2 separate regions of the Sus scrofa genome follow, and region 1 is linked to region 2. A link is a contact called in public HiChIP or PLAC-seq data. All regions are on one chromosome and are shown on one strand. Each heading gives the region's core, a stretch centred on a gene start, on an enhancer-like site or on the middle of the called end of the contact. The rest is flanking DNA. Distances are from core to core; before and after follow the strand shown. Region 1 overlaps GCLC (glutamate--cysteine ligase catalytic subunit). Region 2 has its middle 27 kb from the start of KLHL31.

The links. HiChIP or PLAC-seq counts read pairs in DNA pulled down with a chosen protein or histone mark.
Region 1: a contact with region 2 is called in an H3K27ac HiChIP or PLAC-seq map of skeletal muscle. The contact joins two enhancer-like sites. A contact is called at or near these places in 5 of 47 Hi-C or Micro-C datasets (embryonic fibroblasts, fetal heart ventricle, fetal skeletal muscle and 1 more) and 1 of 2 datasets of contacts at active chromatin or transcription factors (skeletal muscle).

What each region holds. Positions count from the first base shown.
Region 1 is chr7:27,228,153-27,233,168 of Sscrofa11.1, reverse strand. All of the region lies in intron 1 of GCLC (glutamate--cysteine ligase catalytic subunit), which reads right to left. Among named protein-coding and RNA genes, the nearest start is that of GCLC, 21 kb to the right of the region's middle. Within about 2 kb of position 3,633, at least 2 of the 83 cell types and tissues checked have an H3K27ac peak or open chromatin away from gene starts, as enhancers often do. A contact at or near this core is called in skeletal muscle, where this site is marked.
Region 2 is chr7:27,058,702-27,063,734 of Sscrofa11.1, reverse strand. No RefSeq gene overlaps it. Among named protein-coding and RNA genes, the nearest start is that of KLHL31, 27 kb to the left of the region's middle. Within about 2 kb of position 3,319, at least 5 of the 83 cell types and tissues checked have an H3K27ac peak or open chromatin away from gene starts, as enhancers often do. A contact at or near this core is called in skeletal muscle, where this site is marked.

The sequences.
Region 1 (5,016 bases), core at 2,384-4,883, 170 kb before region 2:
CAGACTTACAAAGCTAGAGTAATTAAGACAGTGTGGTACAGGTACAAAAACAGACATACAGGCCAATGGAACAGAATAGAGAACCCAGAAATAAACCCAGACACCTATGGTCAATTAATCTTCAACAAAGGAGGCAAGAATATAAAATGGGAAAGGCAGTCTTTTTTAGCAAGTGGTGCTGAGAAAACTGGACAGCTGCATGTAAATCAATGAAACTAGAACACAACCTCACACCATGCACAAAAATAAACTCAAAATGCCTTAAAGACTTAAACACAAGACACCATCAAACTCCTAGAAGAGAACATAGGCAAAACATTCTCTGACATGAACTATACAAATGTTTTCTTAGGTCACTCTCCCAAGACAATACAAATAAAAACAAAAATACACCAATGGGACCTAATCAGACTGACAAGCTTTTGCACAGCATAGGAAACCATAAAACAAACAAACAAAACCTACGGAATGGGAGAAAATAGTTGCAAACGATGCAACCAACAAGGGATTAATCTCCAAAATAAACAACTCATACAACTGAACAGCAAAAAAACCAAACAACCCTAATGAAAAATGGGCAGACGACCTAAATACACATTTTTCCAAAGAAGACATACAATGGCTAATAGGCACATGAAAAAAATGCTCAACATCACTAATTATTATAGAAATGCAAATCAAAACTACAATAAAGTACCACCTCACACTGGTCAGAATGGGTATAATTAGTTAAGTCTACAAAAAACACTGGAGAGGGTGTGGAGAAAAGGGAATCCTCCTACATGGTTGGTGGGAATATAAGTTGGTACAACCACTATGGAAAACAGGATGGAGGTACCTCAGAAAACTAAATATAGAACTACCATATGACCCAGCAATCCCACTCCTGGGCACACATCTGGAAAAAAACTTTCATTCAAAGAGATATATGCACCTGTATGTTCACAATAGCCAAAATATGGAAGCAACCTAAATGTCCATCAACACGTGAATGGATTAGGAAGATATGGTATATATACACAATGGAATGCTACTCAGCCATAAAAAAGAACAAAACAATGCCATTTGCAGCAACATGGATGGAACCAGAGATTGTCATACTAAGTGAAATCACAACAGGAAAGACAAATACCACATGATTTCACTTATATGTGGCACTAAAATATGGCACAAGTGAACCTATCTACAGAAGAGAAACAAACTCATGGACATAGAGAACAGACTTGTGGTTACCGAGGGAGAGGAAGTGGGATAGACTGGGGGTCTGGGGTTCGTAGATGCAAACTATTACATTTAGGAGGGATAAGCAATGAGGTCCTGCTGTACAGCACAGGGACCTACATCTAATCTCTCGTGACAGAACATGATAGAAGGTAATATGAGAAAAAGAATGTGCGTGTGTGTGTGTGTATATATAAATATAAATAACTGGGTCACTTTGCTTTACAGCAGAAATTGACAGAACACTGTCAATCAACTATAGTTTTTTAAAAACTTTAAATAAGGGAAAAAAAAAAAAAAAACCTTACAGAAAGGTTGACCTTTTTGACAAAGTGTACTTCAAGAGAGAAGTTATTTCAAAGCTAAAATTTAGTAAATTTCAGTTGCATGAAGCCGTCAAATTTTACAATATATGTCCTCAGTGGGCTTACTCTAAGTCTAAGAAAGTGGTTACCTGGGTGTTCCAATCCAGGTAGATTATCCTCCTTCCTCATTGGTAGGTTATGTAATCATCCCACCATAAGCCTACCATTGGGCTGTTAAATCATAATCAAAGACACCAACACGGAGAATCTGGTTTAGGAGTTCAACAACTTCGTTTTGGTTTTTCAAAAATAATCTAAACAACTTCCCCATTCTGAACTCATATAAAGCTTACAATGCAAGGTGCACTAGTGCATCTATAACAATACCTGGTGGAATGCTGATAAAAATCAAGAGTGAAATGCCAAAGTAAGACTTCTCTAGGCAGAGTACAAACAGAACCTGCTTTTGTTTTCCCTAAAGTCGCAGGCTTTAGGGGTTCCCGTCATGGCTCAGCGGTTAACAGACCCAACTAGCATCCATGAGGATGCGGGTTCCCTGGCCTGACTCAGTGGGTTAAGGATCCGGTGTTGCCATGAGTTGTGGCCCTGGCGCAGGCCAGGGGCTACAGCTCCAACTGGACCCCTAGCCTGGGAACCGCCACACGCCTCAGGTGCGGCCCTAAAAAGACAAAAGACAAAAAAAACTTAAAAATGAAGTCGCATGCTTTCAAAATCACCATAGTTGGTGTAAATAGTGAAAACTGTGAATCACCACTTAGGGTGAAAATAAGATACACATTATCCATGTGTCAGGGAAAAGGCTGGAACTGGGTCATTCAACACTTGAGAAGACCCTGTGAGAAGAGATGGCAAACCTGGGCCATGAGGCAGACTAGCAGCAGCAGTTTTTCAGCTTAACACAGTATTAAAAAAAAAAAAAAAAAAGGAGTTCCCGTCATGGCTCAGTGGTTAACGAATCCGACTGGGAACCATGGGTTCCAGGTTCGATCCCTGGCCTTGCTCAGTGGGTTGAGGATCCAGCGTTGCCATGAGCTGTGGTGTAGGTTGCAGACGCAGCTTGGATCCCGCATTGCTGTGGCTGCGGTGTAGGCCGGTGGCTATAGCTCCGATTGGACCCTGGCCTGGGAACCTCCATATGCCCTGGGTGGGGCCCTAGAAAAGACAAAAAGACAAAAAAAAGAAAAAAAAAAAAAAAAAAAAAAGGCAAACAACAGACCTATCACATGTAAATCCAGATCCCAGCCTGGGAAACCAAACAAAGCCGAGACCTGGGTCCAGAGGGCCTGAGGCTGCTAAGGGGGGCCTGCTCTGTAGCGACTCCCCGTTACCTTATTTACTGGTATCCACCCTCTCGGGTCTAGGAAGGCAGCCACGTTGGCCAACCCCATCGTAGTTAACAGTACCACTTAAGAGACTATTTTGCCCTTCGACTAAGAAATACAAAGGGGTAAAAAATGTTAATAAGCACAAGAAAAGAGCCTGGCAGGTTTAAATGACAACAGAAACTAAACTTTGGATTAAATTTTATCAGTCATGGCTATGGACTGAATGCTAGTGCCTCTCACCCCAATCACAGGTTGAAGCCCTTCATCTCCAAGGTGAGGATATTTAGAAGTGAGGCTTGGGGATGGGGTGGGGAGATTAGGTCAGCAGAGTGGAGCTCTCGAGACGGGATCTGTGGCCTTTTAAGAAGAGGTGAGAAAGATGATCTCTCTCCAGCAATGTGAGGACATGGTGAGAAGGCAGCTGCTTCTAAGCCAGGAAGAGGGCCTTCGCCTGGTACCAAATCTGCCAGCACTTTTGATCCTAGACTTGCCAGCCTCCAGGACTGTAAGAAATAAATGTCTGTTAAGCCACCTAGCTGGTGGTCTGTTAAGCCACCTAGCAGCGTGAACTGACCAAGATAGCTGTCTGACTGATGAGTTCTAGTTCCCATTCTTGGTTCTCTATTAGAATTTTTTAGTTCAAAAAACGGGTAGTATGGCCTGATTTCTGCACATAAACCAGAAATAGGAGATATGCACCTGTACAGTCACTCAGTGTCAAATGCCTGAAAGCTGTAGGCTGCAGAGCCTGAAACTACCTATTCCCAACATGAAGTACAGGTTTCTAGATAACATCTAAGAGCAAGTGCTCCTGAACAGCTAAAACCTGAAGGAACAGGAAACTGTGGTAAGTCTCTGGATGGATATCTGAAAATATTCTAAGTGTGAGAAACAAATTTACCTTGAAACAAGCATAACGAAAAGTGGTACACCATGAACTTTGCACCTATGGATCCAAACCTTCAACTTCAGCACACAAGGCATGAGCACCCACTTCACAGATGGGCAAAGAGGATCAGAGAGGCAAAGTAAACTGCCCAGTGCTGAAAGTGTCAGAGCAGGGACTGGATCCCAGCACTGCCTGACCTCAAGGCCTACACACCTTGCTGCTAGAACCACAGGGCATGCCAGTCTTGGTTAGTGATAAGCTTTCTTGGGGGAAAAAAAAAACCAAAAAAAAAACTGTTGGGAATTCCCATCATGGCTCAGCGGAAACGAATCAGACTAGCATCCCTGGCCTTGCTCAGTGGGTTAAGGATCCTGCGTTGCCGTGAGCTGTGGTGTAGCTTACAGACAAGGCTTGGATCTGGCATTGCTGTGGCTGTGGTGTAGGCCGGCAGCTGTAGCTCCAATTTGACCCCTAGCCTGGGAACTTCAATATGCCACTGTTATGGCCCTAAAAAGCAAAAACAAACAAAACAAAAATTTGTTGTAAGCTATGAGGCAGGGAAAGGTTATAATACTGGCTGAAAACCTCTCAGACTAATATGACTCCATTTTATGCAGTGGGTCTGACATTATATCACAGAAGCTGAGCTGTAACAGTTACAGCTACAGATTTAAACTGAGGACTAGGGCTATGAACCAGACCGTGTTTGCTCTCTGTAGCATCCTGAGCTCTCCCAGGTGGAAGGCCTCTTCCTCCTCAGATCACTAGCTCCAACACACCTGCCTGGCATCGTCTATTATAGGTGAAGTGATCTTCTTAACCAGATAAACATGCTTCCAGAAAGAAAGACGAAGAGATCTTCCCTTGCTGACAGGGTTTCCACCATTTATCTACATCAAAATGAGCAACAACTTTGGTACCAAGCATATAACTAAACTGTAATCGTTTTTGTTAGTTTCCTAGTTTTGAAAGAATTGAAACCCTTGGATTTCAGAATCATGCTTATTAGCCCAGAAGTTGAAAGCTTGGGTAGCACAAGGGAACACAAAGCTCAATCTCAGCCAAATGGGTGACATTTGAAATGCTAACAAACCAAAGTCTCTGTATTGAAAACATAATCACCCATGATCTCATTAAGCAACTGAAACAGAAAATATCAGAATATTTACCACACGAGAAAGAGAAACAAACTACTTTTGAATAAAATCTAAGTTCAATTAGAAGGCTCAGAATCCCCTGAACAGTTTACAAACTC
Region 2 (5,033 bases), core at 2,070-4,569:
AATAATCTATGTGGTGTTTCAATACCGACGAGCACTAATCAAAATGCTAACTTTTGGAGTTCCCACTGTGGCACATTGGGTTCAGAATTCCACCGCGGTGGCTCGGGTCCCTGCAGAGGCACAGGTTCCATACTCGGCCCAGTGCAATGAGTTACAGAATCCTGAATTGATGCAGTGACAGCTTGGATTCAACCCCTGGCTCTGGAACTTTCATATGCCCTGAGTGTGGCCATACAAAAAGTAAAAAGCTAAATATTATCATGTGTTGCCTTTTTTTTTTTTTCATCTTCTTGTCTCTAGAGTCCTGGTTATTTTTACCGATACTCAGCACCTTTTGGGGTTCTCTTTTTTTCTCATGAAACCTGGGCACAAGCCTATCATTTTTCAATAACTCCCTCCACCACTCTGAACCCAAATCCAGACCCAAGTTTGGTTGCTGAATGGAGTGGCTGCCACTGAGAGCTCAGCTGCATACCTAGGTTATCAGTGAGACGTCAGCATTTCTGCAGGATGTAAAGACTGATACTATTTGAGAACAGCAGCTTTGGCGTCAAACAGACCTGGGCTCAAGTCCTAACTCTGGTCTCTGAGAGTTTACCTGGCCTCAGACCACGTGGTCCCTCTATGCCTCAGTTTGCTCACCTGTCACACAGGGTATACAGCATGGGCTGCCATGGACCTCGTCCACGTGCTCCATCAGGTGGCACTCCACCCTCCCGCTCTCTAGAAGGCAGCACGAAGCCCCCTGACCTCTGGCTGCACGTGGGAAGCACCCAGAAGTCGGTTGGCACATCCCTCTCCCAGGAGGGCACACGTTGATTCACACCTCTGCAAAAGCAGCTCTAAAGTCACTGCTGGGCACACACAATTTTGCCGTGGATTGAGTCTACAATTGTCACCTGTAATTTTACTTCGTTGCTGCCCTGGCAGGAGTCTTTTATCTCCTCTTACTCATCTTTGGCGTACCCTCATGCTGAAGAATCCAAATCGCTTGCCCACCATTTCCATTTCCGGGCACGTCCATGCAGTTCCTTACCTGTGTGCCTCTGCCACTCCCCGCCGGGTCCTGACTGCAGGGCTAAATCATGCCCAGCTCACATGCCTTCAAGCCGTTTCCCATCTCCTTCCAAACACAGGAACTGGTCTCTTGCGAGAACACCCATATTCTTGCGTATGTATCTTTCTTTTGGCAACTCATCACTTCCTGCCTGTATCATAATCACCTGTTTTATTTCCTATGTTGTTTTGGAAGTTCCGTGGTGGCACAGCAGGTTGAAGATCTTGTGTTGTCGCTGAAGTGGCTTGGGTCGCTGCTATGGCGTGGGTTTGATCCCTGGCCCAGGAGCTTCTATATGCCGCAGGGATGGCCAAAAATAAATAAATAAATAAATAAAAATAAAAATAATAAAATAATCAAATAAAAAGAAAAAAAGAAGAGTCCATAAATGACTCATCTGGTGCCCCCACGATTACTTTCCACGGAGGCTGCCCAACAAACACTTCATGGATGACACGTGTTGTGTTTGTGGGTAGGTGATATCCACACACTGGCTGAAAGGGTGATACAAACTAGTTTTAAGGATTTGCTTGTAACTAACGATTTTGGGGGTGCTCAGCTGTCTGAGTAAGGACTGTGTTTCTGTAAAGCCCTGCCGGGCCTGGGGGAAGGGATGAGGAGTAAATTCATCTCTAATTTCGCTCTTGGATCACTGCTACTTATAGGTCATGACAAACCCTGTCTAAAAGGCTCACTCGGGGTAACCCTGCATGGAGAGTGATATTCCAGAACAGATGGCTGTCCCGGGGAGGGGAAGGCATGAAGGGAGAGTGCAAGGAAAAATTCTCACTGTCTGCCTGCCGACCAGGAGAAAGAGGACACACCGTCCACGCTGGGCTCTTTGATTCCCCTCTCTCATTAGGACACCCAGGATGAATTGTGTGTATGACTTAGTGGTAAATTCAGCCAAGATGTATGAACTCACAGTGGGTGTCCCAGCACTGCCCTGTGCTTTGGGGGACTGGAGGCAGGGTCTCTGCCCCCAATGTATTCCTCAGGTTTCCGTGAGAAGCAAGATCTAAACAAAACTGTCCACAGCAAGGAGGCACATGGATGGGTTCATGATTTGACAACTTTCTTCCCCAAAGCCATTTATCAGCTGAGAGTATTTTAACACAATTTGAGGTCACATTATGTGAACCAGATTCTCTTGCCTGAGTTACTCTCCTGCAAGGAATAAAATTCCTTTAAGGCAGCCAAGGGTAAAAATAGCCTGCCATGGACTTGAGTTGCCTCTTCGGAAGCAAGCTTCGGTGCTTCCCTCCCTTTTGAACTCCGAACCAGCCCTGCACTTCTAACCCTCACCCCAGAAGCTCAAAGTGACACTACTGGTTATGGGCATTTGAGGGAAGTGCACAGACTGGCCTTGGGTCCTGGGGGTGGACTTGACTCCTGGCAGGATTGGTGCGGGGGAGCAGGTTGAATGGCCAACCTGCAGCAGATGGAGCCTGGGGCCTCCTTTCGCTTGAGCTTCCACTTAATGGGTGCTGCTTAAGATTCATTGACAAAGGTTATGATTTGGAAATGAGGAAGTGACATTTCACTTTTTTTTTTTTTTTTTTTTGGTCTATTTAGTGCTGCATCCTCGGCATATGGAGATTCCCAGGCTAGGGGTCAAATCGGAGCTGTAGCCCCAGGCCTATACCACAGCCACAGCAATGTGGGATCTGAGCTGCATCTGCAACCTACACCACAGCTCACCGCAACGCTGGACCCTTAACCCACTGAGCCAGGCCAGGGATCGAACCCGACTCCTCATGGATGCTAATCAGATCCATTAACCGCTGAGCCACGATGGGAACTCCACATTTCACATTTTTTAATGCCTCTTAATCTACTGGTAACCACTTGCTTCTCCCTCTTCTTGTCTGTTTTCTCAGCAGCTTACTTCTAGGGTGGTGGGAAAGATGAGCGCAAATCCATAAAAGTTCTTGGTAGAAGGAGGGCAGAGAGCAGCCTGCAAAAACATTAGGTGTTATACGTAGGATCCATCACCTGCTACTGGGTCTCAGCCTGTTCTCTCTGAAAGCAGAAACTCAGTTGGACTCCTTCCTCACTGCAACCTGACCTCTGGCATAAATACATTCCTCGCTTCTATTAAGTCGTGAATCTTACCTTTAGTAAGATTTACTAAGAAGTCATTTTTAGTAGTAATTGCTACAAGTGAGTCTTCCTTCCTTTTTCACACCCACATGTTTATTGCGACACCCCCTCCACCCAGCACCAGCTGGTTCGGGAGAGGGGACCTTCTACCTCTGGGTGGCGGGAGCTCTCAGGCTCAGAGCAGTATTTGGAGAGGCTTGGGGACAGCCTTGGTGTGGCCATGCTTGTGTAAGGGGATTTGGGGTGGGTTTTTTTTTTTTTTTTTTTTTTTGGTCACAGTTGAATGGACATCAGCTCTTGCAGCTGCTCTCTGGCTCTGTCCAGAGGAAAGCCACTCTAAAAATAGAATCAAAGAGAACAAATGGTGGGTCTGATAGACTATTTTGAGGTGGAGGAGGTTGGAGGATCCAAACCTGAAAGAATGTCATCCAGGAGGATGAGGAGCGCACAGAGTTTGGAGAAGTGTGGGGGCGTGAGTTTTACAAAGACTCAGTTGGCCAAGTTCGTGGCCGTGCGCTGCCCACAAGAGGTTAAACATATAATGTATTGGCAATGATCTAAGGTTAAAAGTTTTCCATGAGGTTTCCAATGTACAGAAAATTGCTGTATATCTTCAGGACACAATTTAAGTTTTCAGAGTTAGTGTCAGCCTTTAAAATGGTGTTGGGGCAGCAGGTGTCCACTTGGAAGAAGATTTAGCTCCACAGTCCCTGGGACTCGTGGTTTGCCATGACATAAACCTATGCGTATGGCCACCCTAGACCCCATCCTTGAGCTCACAGCCTAAAACCTGACCCAGGTGTTCCCCTTATCCCCATGGGCTTCCTCTTCCTCTTGGTAAACCTGGAGTGATCTGAATGAGGGGTCAGCAGAGTTCCGGTGTGCACAGTAGGTTAAGGATCTGGGATTGTCATTGCAGCGGCTTGGGTGGATGCTGTGGCATGGATTGAATTCCTGGCTCTCGAACTTCTGCATACTTTGGGTGCCGCCAAAAAATAAACAATAATAGATAAATAAATGAGAGGTCAACAAATCAAGCAGTAGCACAAGTCCACTTGTGTGGATTAATCTCATATGTGGGTGACTGGAGTACTGTGTCCAGAACTATTGTTAACTTTTTAGTTCATGTCCTAACACAGTGGTCTTAAAAAATATAGATAGGAGCTCCCATTGTGGTGCAGCAGAAATGAATGTGACTAGTATCCATGAGGACATGAGTTCGATCCCTGGCCTTCCTCGGTGGGTTAAGGATCCAGTGTTACCATGAACTGAGGTGTAGATTGCAGGCTTGGCTTGGACCTGACGTTGCTGTGGCTGTGGTGTAGGCCAGAAGCTGCAGCTCTGATTCGACCCCTAACATGGGGACTTCCATTTACCATGGATGTGACCCTAAAAAGAAAAAAAATATATAGATGTAATTAATTGCATATGTAAAATATATATACCTTTTATATATGAGGTATATGTATTGTATATATACCTTTTGCATTTTCATTTATTTTATAAGTATTTTCACCCATAATACATTCATTTCATCTTTTAAACGACTTTGTCCCATGTTTAAAATGTAAATAACATACAAGTGTGTACAGTAAAAATTGAGGGCTCCCTCCTGTATCCTATACCGAAGAGATACTCATCCTGTGTATCAGAGCTTTTTATCTACGAGTGTGTGTGTTTCCATAAGCAAGTTTATATATAGAATAATTTTTGTTTAAAGTTATGTGATCAGTAGAAACATAAGGTTTGGCAACTTGCTTTTTTCACTTACTAAGAGTGTGCTTTGAGTTGTCCCGATGAGCAAATGAAAATACATGATGCCCAGGTAAATCTGAGTTTAAGATAAATAACAGGTGTTTTTTAGTGTGAATGG